3 separate regions of the Sus scrofa genome follow, and all the other regions are linked to region 1. Evidence: chromatin contacts called from public Hi-C data. All regions are on one chromosome and are shown on one strand. Each heading gives the region's core, a stretch centred on a gene start, on an enhancer-like site or on the middle of the called end of the contact. The rest is flanking DNA. Distances are from core to core; before and after follow the strand shown. Region 1 holds the start of GCLC (glutamate--cysteine ligase catalytic subunit). Region 2 holds the start of LRRC1 (leucine-rich repeat-containing protein 1). Region 3 has its middle 36 kb from the start of KLHL31.

Evidence for each region. A called contact is a pair of places that touch in the nucleus more often than the background predicts.
Region 2: a Hi-C map of skeletal muscle shows a contact between it and region 1, with 6 times the contacts expected there. The contact joins the promoter of LRRC1 here to the promoter of GCLC in region 1. A contact is called at or near these places in 8 of 47 Hi-C or Micro-C datasets (embryonic fibroblasts, fetal skeletal muscle, heart right ventricle and 4 more) and 1 of 2 datasets of contacts at active chromatin or transcription factors (skeletal muscle).
Region 3: a Hi-C map of skeletal muscle shows a contact between it and region 1, with 4 times the contacts expected there. The contact joins the enhancer-like site here to the promoter of GCLC in region 1. A contact is called at or near these places in 2 of 5 promoter capture datasets (fetal skeletal muscle and skeletal muscle), 9 of 47 Hi-C or Micro-C datasets (embryonic fibroblasts, fetal heart ventricle, heart right ventricle and 3 more) and 2 of 2 datasets of contacts at active chromatin or transcription factors (alveolar macrophages and skeletal muscle).

What each region holds. Positions count from the first base shown.
Region 1 is chr7:27,207,018-27,211,751 of Sscrofa11.1, forward strand. GCLC (glutamate--cysteine ligase catalytic subunit) reads left to right here and starts at 2,551. Exons shown (of 16, transcript XM_003482164.4): 1 at 2,551-3,156. The coding sequence starts at 3,007.
Region 2 is chr7:26,987,647-26,992,380 of Sscrofa11.1, forward strand. It overlaps LRRC1 (leucine-rich repeat-containing protein 1), which reads right to left and starts at 2,018. Exons shown (of 14, transcript XM_001927688.6): 1 at 1,695-2,018. The coding sequence starts at 1,853.
Region 3 is chr7:27,049,834-27,054,567 of Sscrofa11.1, forward strand. No RefSeq gene overlaps it. Among named protein-coding and RNA genes, the nearest start is that of KLHL31, 36 kb to the right of the region's middle. Within about 2 kb of position 2,533, at least 21 of the 83 cell types and tissues checked have an H3K27ac peak or open chromatin away from gene starts, as enhancers often do. A contact at or near this core is called in liver and skeletal muscle, where this site is marked.

The sequences.
Region 1 (4,734 bases), core at 1,301-3,800:
GAAAACCCACCCCCAGAAGTAAAAACCCAGACTTGGCTGCAATCTTAAGAATGAAATCCAGAAGTAAACCCAAAAATGCAGAACATAGTCAAATAGAGGGGAATAACCGTTGATCTGTAGTGATTTTCCCTCTTGTAACAGCAAATTAGTAAAGCACCATGGAGGTCATGGTTTAAATTTGACATACCTTCCGGGTGATGCCACCACGCTGCATCTGATTTGGGATTGTCCAAAGCCCAGGGCTCTTTCTTAGCTAGTTCGAAATTGGGGGGTAGAGGGAGAGGCCCCCTCTGTGAGTGTTAACTGGAATCAGAGGCAGAGTGACTCAAAATTATAGTTATTAGCTCTCAATACATTCAGTATCGTTTAGAGCTTTGGCTAGACTAGAATTTAGTCTACTACTGAAATGCCCCTGTCTGTTTCCTTATTAAAATGAAACTGACACTTTTCCAAGAGACTAGCTTTGAGGTAGGCTGCAGGTGTAGTGGAAAAGTGTGTGCTTTGCAAAGTGTGAATGTCTACACTTGTGTTACAGTTAAATGGAATTCGAACCACACATATAACCTTAAATTTTCTGTTAGCCACTTTTAAAAACTAAAAAGAAACAATATACTATATTAAGTAATGTACTATAACATATCCAGAGTACTGGTATAATATGTAATCAATATAAAATTAGTAATGAGATATTTCTTTTCTTTTTGTGTATTAACTCTTTGAATCTGGTGTTTGTATTACACTCAGCACATCTCCAGTCCACTAAATTTTCTTTGGAAACACTTGACCTGTAATTCAATTTCATGAAACTAACTGATGAAGAAGTGGATTCACATTCTCAACCTGTTCCAAATTTACTTAGAAGTTTTCCAGAAACCAAATGGAATATCGATTTTATATTTTTGTAGATTAAAACTAAAATTTAGTTTCTCAAATTAGCCACATTTCAAATGCTCAGCCACCTGTGGCTGATGGCTATTGTGTTAAACAATGCAAGGTATGCATATGTGAGATGAGATTGTGAGAACTACAAAATGATCCTTTGGACACTTTACCTGGATGTGACCAACAATGTCGTCCCTCTCCACCCCCACATGGCCTGCCTTCCATAGGAAGCTAATGTTTATACCAAGCAGTTTTAAAGGTACAAAAGGCATAAATCCTCTCTATTCCAGAGGGAACTAGTATATAGTATAGAGATTTTTTTTTTAATGATTCTATCATAATGTAGAAATAGAGACATGTACAGATATAACCAAAGTACAGAGAGGAGTAACTGGGACTCAAAGAATGAAAAGAACGTGTCACAGGGAGAATTCCAAGCAGAAAAAACGGGAGAAATCCAGGACCACACAGGTCTAGTGAGGTGGTGGGCAGAATACAAGGAAGATCCCGCTGTGGACAAGTTAGAATGAGGTTTAGTTTTCATCCTGGCTGTTGAAAAGGGGGATTGAAACATCTCCTGAGCCTCAAACACCATTACATCCCCACCCACACTCCAGACACACCCCCACACACACTCCAGACACCCCCCAACACTCCAAACATACATACACAGCCACCCCACACTCCAGACACACACACACACACACACACACACACACACACAGACAAACACACACCTGTGACCATTACAGACAGATCCTGCATATCCATATCCCCAAGCTCCTAGATGGGCACATCCAATAAGGATGTGGGAGAATAAACTTCGATCATATATCCACAGAGCAGTCAAGAAGTACTTGCTAAATGTTAACTTCGTGGCATGAGGGAAGTGGGCACAATAAATACATGCTTTCAGGCCTCAGTACCTGTATGATCCAGTTGCTGTCAATTTCCCCCCAGCTGTCATTTCATGGCTCTGTCACACATTTTTTTGAACAATTAAAATTACCTGGGGGAGATATACCTGGTTCCTTCCCTTTCCCGCCAGCCTAGGGCCAACCCCAGTTCTTTCTAGTATCTTCTAACCCCTGTGGTAAGCTCACATGAACACCATTTTAATCACTTAATGGATAAATCTTAGGTTTGGATGGGGAATACACTTTGGAGATGATTCATCTAACGATCCTTCCGGAGATGTTGACAACTCCCCTTTTGTTGCAATTAATAGTGTCTGTATCATCTGCTACCAAATAGTGAGACTGCACAAGTACTTTAATACATACATGTCTGAAAACGTGTAGACAAATTTTCTTGCCACACCCTGCTGCTCTCGCCCCGCTTTTATGAGACCCTCCTCACCTACAAAAATATCTAGTGGATTCTTCATTAATTCGAATAATCAAATTTCTTCACGAACCCAGAGTTTATCTTTTTGGATTAGAGAAAACGGATTTTCACACAGCGCGTTTGCTTAAAACGAGGCTGACCCGGCTCCTCGCCGCCGAGCCCCTCCCCTTGGACTCCGCCCTAACCACGCCTATGCACTCCTCCCCCGCCTCCTCCCTAGGCCCCTGGGGGCGATCGGCCACGCCTCCTCTCTTGCACCGCCTCCTTTCCCCGCCCCCGCCCGCAGTCTATAAAATCCGGAGCTGCGGATCGCTCACGGGAGCGGCGAGCTAGTGGGTAGGCGGACTGGGCATGCTCCGCGGCGGCGCAGGTTTTGGTCATAAGTAGGAAGAAGCTAGAGCACGACACCGGCAAAGAGAAGCGGGAGCTGCCGGCGCACCGCGGCTGTGGGGGCCGCCGCCGCCGCCTCGGAGCAGGAGCGGGGCGGGACTCGAGCGGGCGAGGGTCCAGGCCGTCGGGCAGAGGGCCACCCAGCCTCCCCTCCCGTCCGCTTCTGTCCGCGCGGTGCGCCGGACGTCTGGGTCGGTCGCCCGAGCGGCGAGGACCCCGTGCCCAGGAGCGGACCGGACCCTCATTCTGCCGACTGCGGCCCGAGGGCGCCCCCGCGGGGCCAAGCCGCCCTCGCCTTCTGCGGGCAGCTGAGTGTCCGGCCCGGGCTGCGCGCCCGGAGCCCGGAGCGGCCGCCACTAGCCCGGGGGACCAGGATAGGGGGCGGCCATGGGGCTGCTGTCCCAGGGCTCGCCCCTGAGCTGGGAGGAGACCCAGCGCCACGCCGACCACGTGCGACGGCACGGGATCCTCCAGTTCCTGCACATCTACCACGCCGTCAAGGACCGGCACAAGGACGTGCTCAAGTGGGGCGACGAGGTGAGCACCCCCGCCACCCCGCGCCCCTTTGTTCCGCGAGACGCGGCCCCGGCCCCGGGCAGCTCGCGCCCTGCGCTGCCCCGAGGGTCCCCGCCGCTCCCGCGAGGGTCCAGCACCGCCCAGGGCTGTCCAGGCCCCTGCTCCGAGTCTCTGGCCAGACTTCTCTTTTCCATTCATTCATTCGGGGTTCCTCTCCATTCAGCAAATGCGGATAGGCGCTGGGAGGGTATAAGCGTGGAAAAGTGTGATACTGGGTGCCTGGAGGAGTTTTCAGGCTGGGGTGTTAGGCGACCGCCTAGCGACCCACCGTTCTGTCTCAAAATGCCGTTAACATGAAGAAGGCCGGTTGCTGTTGAGAATCAGGTTTCAGGATTCACTTGCGCCCCACCTCCTCCAGGTACCTGTTAAACCTCCAGCTTATCAGCCACCTTGCACCACCACCACTTTATAGGTAAAAGTTGAAACAAATTATGGCTCAGCTTTCCTAAAGGAGAGGAATCTTCCTGGTCCTTTTTAATTCTAAATGCAGACTGCTAGAGCTTCAAAATTCGGCTTTGTTAGCGCCTTTTCATGGCCTAGATTTAGCATAGAAACTTTCTGAATCCGTGCTTCCACATGTGTGCTGTTTCAGTGTAACGTCCGTAGATTCTCACTGTGTTGAACCATTGTCATTGGAATGATCTGGAAAGCATTGCCTCCTGTTAGATTTAGTCTTTTCTCGCGAAAAGACGTTTATGCCTTCCCCTCCTGTCTTTAAAAGTCACGTGTATTATAGTTCACATAATCAAATGACTTCTCGAAAAGTCCATCTGTATTTTTCATGTTTTTACCTTTTGCTGCCCAGAGCTTGCTCAGGTGTAAATAATTTATCTTCTGGTCAGTGTAATCACTATTGACCTAAGTGTCATGGTGCTGCTGTGTCCGTCCGGAATCTCTCCCTGCAAAAAGTTAGTTTTTCTGTGAGTGGAAAATGATTCTGCCTCTTAAGTTGAAGGAATTGTGCTGTTTTAAGCTAGAAAAGTAAGGCTGGTAATTCATGTTTATGCACCAAGTGATTTTCTGTACTTTATTGGACAGAAAAGGGCTAGGGTATGTGTTTGGTGATAATTCTTTGCTTTTAGTCTAAAGCTAATTAATTTTTTTTACAGCATCTGCCATCATATATATTCATTTGTGTATCAGGTGTATTTTATTATCTATCCTCTGTACTATCTAGATTATTTTAGATTTAAACATGCTGCTCATTTGTTGGTATATTTTATTTTTTAGGGCCGCAGGTGTGGCATATGGAAGTTCCCAGGCTAGGGGTCGAATCAGAGCTGCCGGTCTACACCACAGCAATGCCACATCTGAGCAGCGTCTTTGACCTCCACCATACATAGCTCAAGGCAACACTGCATCCTTAACCCACTGAGCGAGGCCAGGGATCAAACCCTCATCCTCATTAATACTTTTGGGTTTGTTTCCTAGGAGCTACAATGGGAACTCCTGTTAAATTCTGCTTCAGTCATGTCTGGGTAGAGTGCAGGATTTTCAAAAAGAATAAAATTCCTGTTTGCATGTATTGACAGTCCACTG
Region 2 (4,734 bases), core at 768-3,267, 220 kb before region 1:
AATCTTCCAGTTCTACAAAAGAAAACAAACAAACAAAAACACCACAAAGAGCACTGAAGCATTTCTAGTTGAACAGCTTTTCACTCAATCTTTAATAACTTCATTCTGAAGCCCTTGAAAAGTCTTAAATTACATATTCTGTGTTCCTGGCAACAGCAATGCCTAAAACTCCTTAAAACGTAGGGCAGTAAGCGAGCTCATGACTTCTAAGTCAAATTTAAGGGAGCTGAAGGCCAGATAAAACTATGTGTTTGAAAATGCCTGCAAAATAATAAATGCCGGAGGGAACTGGATGGCTTTTCTGCTTCTAAACTAAATAAAGCCTGGGGGGTTTTGCAAAGATCCTAGTGAGGATAATCCCCACGACTGCAAGGAGCAAACCCTCCAATCAATTCCACACTGAACCAAGGAAAGTTAATCCAAGAAGAATAACAACACTTGAAATGTTGAGAAAAATAGTTCTGCTGTTTAAAACAGTATGTCGGCGTGGAGGACAAATCCGGTCCTTCTAACAAGCCAGAACATTTGTCTTGTGAGTGTTTCTATAACCACGTCTTGGCTTTGTGTTAACAAAGGGTCCAGCAAGATAGCTGAGTTCCGACGCTCTGGCCTTCAGGTCCTCCCCCGACTGCCAGCAGCTCCCTACTTCCTGCACACCTTCGGATTACTGCACCGACTTCCTGCACAGCCCTGAATTTGGGATACCTTCCTCCCAAAGGCTTACTCAAGTCAAGTTCCCTGGGCAAGCTTGAAGGTTAAAAGTTCGCAGTCCCGGACCCTCCACTAAAGCACAATCAGCAAGTGTCGCTTGGCAAGTCTGGCCTCAGCAGAGTGATTAATTGATGTAAACAACTCGGAAGAGGTAACGCATCACTGCAAGGGCAGAAGTCAGCAGGGTGAACCTGTCTGCTCCGGGAATCGCGGCTGCAAGGCTGGCCCGCCCAACAGAGGCTCTGCTGGCGTTCCCCGCAGCTCCTTCCACGCAACAGGTCCACGCCAGCGGGGCCGGGGAAGAACCTGGGCACCTGCCCACAGCTCGGCGGCCGCAGCCCCCACCCCCACTTCGCGGCCGGTCCCGGAACCCAGGCAGGCGGGTCAGTTTCAGCTCTTCCCCGCACGGCCCACCTGCGATAAGGGACGGGGCACATTCTTCGCAAGATGCCGAGATAGCGCCGCTCGCTCGCGCGCTGCCCACCTCCTCCCCGCCCTGCCCAGGCCGAAGGGGGAGACGCGCCCCGGACAGCGATCGGGGAATGCAGGGAGAGGGGACCGCCCCGGGAGAGGGATGCCGCGCCTGGTCCTTCCAGCCGAGAACGACCCGAGCCACCTGGCTCCTCACCTGTCCGATCACAGGTGCGGGGCGTTGGTACCTAGATGTTTATCTAAACTACTTGGCACAGAACGTTTCCTCAACCATACAAGCTCTAGCGACTACTCGGAAAACAGCAAGTCGCTTTGTACAGAAAGAAAAGGAACTTTTCGGGGGGTAGGGGGGAGGAGTACAGGAGGAAGAAGCAGGTGAATACAGGCAGAGGTGGTTCCTGTGGGACCTGTCGGCAGGGTCCAGAGGTAAAAGAGTGGACGAGAGGTAAGGGAGAGGAAGGGACCAGAGGGGAGGGGAAAAGAGGACTGAGGCTGGAGGGGCTCAGCAGTGCTCCCCCGAGGGCGGCGCGCAGGTGAGACCGGACACTCACCTCCGGCAGCTCGCGGAGCTGGTTGGCGTCCAGCAGCAGCTCCTCCAGGCTGCGGGCGTAGCGGTAGATCTCCTCGGGGACGTAGACCAGCGAGCAGTGACGCTTGTCGATAGTCTCCACATGACGGTTGCACCGCCACAGGGGGATGCAGTGGAACATCGCCGCCCGCCGCCGGGTCCCGAGCCGCGGAGACCCGGGCTCCCCGCCCGCTCCGCCCGCCCGGCGGCTGCGCTCCGCCGGCCACCCACCCCGCGCTCGTTGGCCCCCGTGCTCACTCGCGCCTCGCGCCGGACTCCGAGCTCCAAACGCTCCCAGGCACCTTGGGCGAGAGCCCCCCCTGCGGCTCCGCGCCCCCGCCCGCCGGTGCGCCCCTCCCACCTTCCCGCAGCTCTGCTGCTGCCGCCGCCGCCGCCGCCACCACCACCGCGCGGAGCTTCCTACTCGCCGCCGCCGCGCGACTGAGCATGCGCGCCAATGGGCGCGCGCCCAGGGCGGCTCCGGCTCGAGGGATCCTCTGCTCCGGGTTTTCGAAGCGACCTGGATCTGGAGGGTCGGGAAAGCCACGACCAGAGGCTCGCGATCCCCCCACTAAGGCTGGGGACCTGGGGACTCTCGGGGCCTCGCAGGGAGCTACTCTGGAGGAGCCTGCAGCGAAGAGGCGGCAGGGGCGAGGCGGCCTGGGGGAGCAGAACAACTTTAATTTTTAGTTTTACTTAACTCGCTCTCCTCGCTCCCCTTCCCCAAAACACTTTCTCTTCCGGGGTCAGGCGGGACCGCCCCGAAGCGTACCTTGCGCGCCGGAGCTGCAAGATTCTGTGTGGTTTTGAGGTGTCTTCGCCGCCCCGGCTTCGGCTTTCTCGGCCACTTGTGTGCGCGCTGCTCCCCGCAGCCCCAGAAGTGAGCTGGCCGCCCCCAGCCCCGCACAGCGCCTGGGCCCTTGCCCTGCCCTCCCGTCCTCGGGCACCGCCTGCAGGCTGTGCAGCATCCTCAGTAATCCTTGTCTATGTGCACAGTAATAGGAGACCCCTCTGCCCAAACCATCAAAGGCATAGGAGTCAGAGAGTCTGCGAGATTTTCACAGATGTGCATGCACCCCGTCGGAAGCCCACAGGCAAAAAAACGAGCAGGAAAAGATGAGTGTCTGAGCCTGTTCCAGCCCGGCCAGATGTTGGCCCCTGGTGACTGGCCTGGACGTGTGAGGAGCGGGGGAGGTGGGGCAGGTCACTCAGGGGATGCCAGAAGAGCATCCTCCATCAGGCTACTGCGTTTCTGCACCAGCACTGTCTCTTGCAAAGGGCAGACTGCAGCCCAAGAAGTAGTAGCTGGGAAGGACCCAGGAGGCTCACTAGTGGGTGGTAGTGACCATTCCCTTGCCCCTGATTCAAATCAAAAGACTAGGGCCAGAATCCTGAACTGGCCCTCTTCTCCCTACATCTCCAAATAACCAAACTGGCTCCTTCACAAAGAGTCGCTGACCAGGTCAAAACCAATCACATTGATGGACTGTTTCATCCAGGTGTACTCTGACTCCCCACCTGGCTGCCCACTAGTCCTCACACCCTCACCTTCAAGTGAACTCTGCCTGTGTCCTCTGCCAAGACACCACCCAGGCTCCCCCACCTCCACAACCTCCCCCACAATCCCAAAGCTAAAATCTGGAGCCATTGGAATCCATATTTCTGCAGGAGACTGAAAGCTGAGTGTGCTCAGTGGCCAAGGCAAATTTTGGTCTGAAACTAGTTTTGCAGGGGCGTGTGTGGCCTCAGTTCCAGCTCTGCACCAGACAGTTTTCCTGGGGTGAGTGGGGAGAGGAACACTTCATCATTTCAACTCTACTAGGAGAGCTTTTCACTTCCCAGTCAATAAGGATGGGACCAAGTACCACTGCCTTGTCTGTTTTTTCCCCCAGGGAATTATCACCTTAACCCTAATTCAAGTCAATCCCTAAACTCCACTGCTCTACCCACTCCACCCTGTCTTTTATTTGTCCTGGCTTGGTTCCTACATTCTCACAGGAGGTTACTTGGACTTTGAACCTTAGTCACTCTTCCTTCATTCTTGCATTCCAGAAACCTATTTTGTGCCACCTTTCATGTGGTTCCTGATTGAGAGCCTGCATCTGGAATGGTAAGCAAGTCACTGTCCTTGTAAATTTTCCAACTGCTTAAGAAGAATCATAAAAGTAAAGAAGGCCTGCCCCCCTCATCTTAATCTTCTCTCGACTTCCAGAGATGATCACACTAGATTATTTTAATAAATACAAGTTTGTTTTAAAGATGCGGTTGGTCTTTTTAAATATTCAGACCTCAATAAGCATTCCCTGTGTGCCTCTCCATGGCACTTAGACATCCCTGTGTTAGATTATTTTTGTATCACATTAATCTCCAAAAGATTGCGACCTCTTAGACAACAGGTACTGTCTCACTTGCTCTGTAGGTGGCTGCAACGACCCCATATGCACACGGAATGATCATCAGACTTGTCTTGGCTCTTCCAGAATTCAGTGGTAGAATTCTTGACTTTCCTCATTGCCAAAGATCTGCCAAGAGTTTGAAACATTAGTCTGGTAAGCAAGCAAGAAAGAAAACACCTTGTCACATGGAGACAACAGAACCAATTCTTTATCCTCCTGAAGCGTTTATGGTTCCTTTATTAATATTTCTAGTTTCTTTCTCCACATGTAAATGATTTTCACTCAATTTAAACAAAATTTAAACAACCATAGAAATCACTTTGGGAAGGGGGAGGGGATTGCAATTCATTTTCACTGTGAACCATTTTTCACATCCTTTGGGGCTAAAGAAGTCTGACTTTCAACTCTGGCTCTGCCACCCAATAGCTCTGTAGAATTAGAGAGGTTGCCTAAGTTTTATAAGCCTCCATTTTATCATCGCAAATAAGGGCAATGGTCCATGGGTTGTTACCAGGATTAAATAAAATGATGAAAGTAAAATACTTAGCAGAGTGTCGGGCACACATCTGTTCAAAGCACTGTGTACTGGTTGGTCTGTGTAGTTAATATCTGTCTCTTGGATCACCC
Region 3 (4,734 bases), core at 1,283-3,782, 160 kb before region 1:
CAAAGAGACGAAAATCAACACCACCCCACCCCCTGCCTGACCCAACTCTTGGTAATGTCCTTGTCTTTTCTTACAGTAATACTGCTCTCTGCATTCCGCCTGCCTGGCTGGGCTGGACCAAGGGACAAGAGATGCTGGGGTCAGAGCCCCAGTCATTGTCAATGGCTATAAATGCCACGTCAAGTCAGCAGGTGGCGGACCAGCTGGAAGACCAAAGAACGGAGCTGAGATTTTTCAGTGTGCTTATGAAACAGAGGACAGAGAATGGCAGTGTGTGGCCAAGGGGGCGTATGGCACCAAACTTGCAGTCAAACATGTATGTACACATAAAACAAGGGTGGACAGCAAAAATGTTCAGTCTTGTGTAAGTTCTTATAAAGAACGGCATTCTGTAACCTTTTCCACAAAGAGGGCTTTGCAACCTCCTCCTTAGGCAATACAATCTTTTTCATCTGCTCATGTTCTGAGTGATCACCCAGGTTGCTTTGTAACAATGTCCAGTACGTTATGATTTTCTACAAACCGCTTTCATCTACATTTTAGTGTGCAGTCTCTCAGTCTTGTCTGTCTCCAGACATGCTATAGATACACATTTCATATACATTATATTATTTATTAAAAAAATTAGAGCATGGACTCCAGATTCTGAGAACTGATTAAAACTGTACAAGAATAAAGTTTGTTTGACTCTGTAGAGGTTTCTACAGGGAGTGGGGGTGTGTGTGTGTAGTGCATGCAAACAAAAATACTGCCACTTCATTAAGCCAGGATTTTCGGTTTTCTGGAAAAAAGCATAGGCTGCCAATTCACCTGAGCGACAAAGTGCTGCTTCTCCCTGCCCAGGAGGGAGAGGAGGGGGCCCTGGGAGCACATGGCTTCTCCGCGCTGATCTGGGGTCCAGCTGGGCTGCAGCCCGTTGTAGAGATGGGCTGGTGCTCTCAGTAAGTAGGCAACTGGAGCAAAGATGCTGCGACCTTGGAAGGAAGTGCTAGCTGCTCTTACTGAGTGGCCGTGCTCCTCTGGTCATTCCCTGCTGAGGAAGGTGGCTGGCCAGGGTTCTAGGGCCCAAATGGGGCATTGTATTGGGTAGGGTCCTACTTACTTTGTCTTTGAAATAATTTTTTCCCTCTGATGATTTGTTTTACTCAGTAACTTGACCGGACCCTGAGAAAAACCCAGATAATCTGGTCAAACGTTATTTCTAGGTATCTGTGAGGGTGTTTCAGGAGAGAGAAGCATTTGAGTTGGTGGGCTGAAAAGGCAGACTGTCCTCCCCAGTATGGGCCCCACCCAACCCTTGGGAAGCGAGTAGAGCAGAAAGGCCTCAGAAGGTTGAATTCTTTCTGCCCGACTGCTTGAGTCAGGAGTCCAGAAGATACAGGACTTCTCCTGCCCTTGGACTGAGATATACCACAGACCTTCCTGGCTCTCAGGCCTTCAGATGCTGACTGCAGATACACCACCAGCTTTCCCAGGGTTCAAAAGGCAGATCCTGGGATTTCTCAGCTTCCATAACTGCATGAGCCAACTCAATATATACTCTATTAACTGATTATAGTTGAAAATCACAAACAAAAAAGGGGTATACTAAGGCAGAGACATGTGTGTATATACATGGACATACATGTGTGTATATATATACATATATACACACACACACACATATAAACAAATCCAAAGACTAACTTTACTTTTTTTGTCTTTTGGGGCCCACACACATGGCATATGGAGGTTCCCAGGCTAGGGGTCTAATCGGAGCTGTAGCCAGCAGCCTACGCCAGAGCCACAGCAATGCCAGATCTGAGCCACGTCTGCGACCTACCACAGCTCACGGCAACGCTGGATCCTTAACCCACTGAACAAGCCCAGGGATCGAACCCACGTCCTCATGGATGCTAGTTGGGTTCACTACCACTGAACCACAACGGAACTCCTTTACTTTACATTTTAAGAACTTCTGCATTTTTTGCACATTTAGGCTGGGTGCTTTCTTTTCTTCTCAGTTGAAGCAAATCTTGGCCAATATCTCTAAATCATATTTTTATGACAACTTTATATATGTGTATACACACACACACACATACACACACACACACATATATAAAATAAAATATACATCATATTGTGTCTCTGGAGAACCCGGGCTGACTAATGCACTCCCCATCAGAAGAACGTGTGAGAAAGATACAGGTGGTGGTGAAGACGGGAACCCTGGCCCTGCCCCCTCTCCCTGACAACATGCAGCTGGCTTCCACGATGCCTGCCGAATTGGAGGTTCCCGGCAAGGGGCTGGATCTCATCAAGGTTCCTGCAAAGCAGCCTGTTCTTTGCATCTGGGTGTCCTACATTTCTTAGGCACTTTGATTCAAACTAAGGTCCAAGACAGCTGCTGTCCGTAAAGCTGATCCTTTTCTAGCAAGAAACAAGAACTCTAGCAAGGACTGGAAGGAAAAGGTTGGGAAACAGCAAGAGCTGACGGCTTCCTCCCTGGCAGCCTGGCGTGGCTGGCAGGCAGAGCAGCCGCTGCGCCGACACCTTTCTGCCACTAGAGGGCGGGGCAGAACAGCGGCCAGAGCGCTCGGTGCTGGATGCTGACGGGGGAGCGGGGAGGGGGGCTGGGTTATTTCAGCACCTGCCCCAGGCGGCGGGGTCACTCCTATCAGAACTTCCTGGGCTAGGAAAACAGGCGCAGCAGAAAGTATCCAGCCGGGAAGATTCCCTTGGAACTTTACCAGAAGAAGAGCAGAAATGAAAGGGAACGGAAGTGACTTCATTAAAATAGAACAGGCTGTTTGTTCTTCTAGTTCCTGCTATAAAATTGGATAAGCTGATCTTTTCCTTTTTGTTAGAAGTAATGTCTTATTAAAAGCTAAAAGAAAAAACATCAGCAAAACATTTCCATCTCGGTGTTAAAATCCACGTAAAAACTTTGGGTGCTCAGAGCCTTGTTGCACCACCCGTATTTCAGTTCTTTTTTCTTTAGTGGACCTAGAATAAAATCTCTTTTCCATGGCTTTCTGGAGATGCACCATTTAAGTGCTCCCACTTGTTAACGAGTTACTGTCCCTTCATGTCTCTCATCTGAGATTCGCTCTCAGATTGGGGAGGAGCCTTCCCCTCCGCTGGGTGTTCTGATGGTCACTCTGCACCCCTGGAGGTAACCTCCTCCTTGGAAACGAAGGTGCCATGCCCATCTTCCTTGTTTTCTTCAGAGGGACCTTTTCTTTTTCATGCTGAATAGGGCCTTAGCCTCAGAAACAAGCATTCTGAGATGCTCTAGTGCAGAAGCCCTTGCCATCCAGCACCCAGATAAATACCTCAGACAATAGGTGACGGCTACCTGAGGCCAGATGCCGGAGGTGACCGTTGGTCCTTGAGGGACTGCTGGGCGACAGATAGGGAGGAAGCTACCCAGGGCACGTGCACACATCCGTGGGGTCTGCTCCAAGGTCACATTCAGGAGGATAGAGGCATTGTCACCATCAGAAGTATATTCTTTTTCAGATTTTAGAAAAAAGTATATATTTCTTATGATAAACAGTAAATTTGCATTTATTTGTGTCTTATTTTATGATCCCTTTGTGATGCTTTTCCTGTGTTTCTTGTTTTCTCCCTGGTGTCTTTTGGTTTATTTTTTTCACTCTACTGTGTGGACATTATGTGCTCTATTTTTATTCTTTTACCTTTAAAATTGCATATGTAATTTTAAAAGCTCTAGTCCAAACCATAGAGGGATCTTAAAATGCTTGAACACCAGTCTCTCCCTCCCAGGTGACCTGCTGTTTCTGTCCAGTATTTTGGTTCTATCTTATCAATTAGAAAGTAGTTACTTAAAAATGTGATACTAAAAATAGGTAGGAGTTCCTGCTGTGGTGCAGTGGGTTAAGGATCCAGGATTGCCACAGCTGTGGCACAGGTCGCAGCTGCAGCTTGGATTCCATCCCTAGTCTGGGAACTTCTATATGCCATGGGTGCAACCAAAAAAAAAAAAAAATTAAATAAAAATATGTAAACACTTTGTAAGAATGTATTTCATGGGTACTTTTTCTAGGTCCTGTACCTGATCATCTGAAACCTTACCAGGGTCTAGAACTGTTTTTTGTGGTGCTTCTGAATCTCATGCATGGTATCTTGTTCCCAAAGTGTTTGGTAACCTTTTTGTGATGAGCCCGTATTCTGAAAACCTGTGGGGACTTACTTGAGATATTTCTCTCCAGAAAGAATATGCATGTGTACCTGGGTGCCACTATCCTGGGGTCACTGCCGTTAACAGGTGGGGGTGCTCCTCACTGAGTAAGAGCATGCATTGAGGTCCCAGGCCTTTGACTACAGATCCTTAGAGAAGAAACTAATGCTGTTATCATTTTTCCCACCAACTGCTTTCGTTGTTGGTGCCTTTTGCTGCAAAGCAGATTTTTCTCGGCCAAACATTTTCACAGAGGCTGTGACTTCCTAGGGTGTTCTAGCTGCATGGGTTTTTTTTTGGGGGGGGGTGTCTCAGATTTGGCTTCCCCACTTTGTGTGGATCCTAGGGTTGCCCTCCCACCCTCCCACCCCATGCCCCCCCAGCTTAATGCTGTCATTTTGCCCCTGTGTTTTCATCAACACTTGATATGTGTATAGAATCCTGAAAATAAACACTTCACATTCTATAATATTGTACATTAAAAGTAAACATGGCTTAATGAGGGGGAAAGAGAGAGGGGCAAGCAACTCTGTGCAGCTCTAATATGG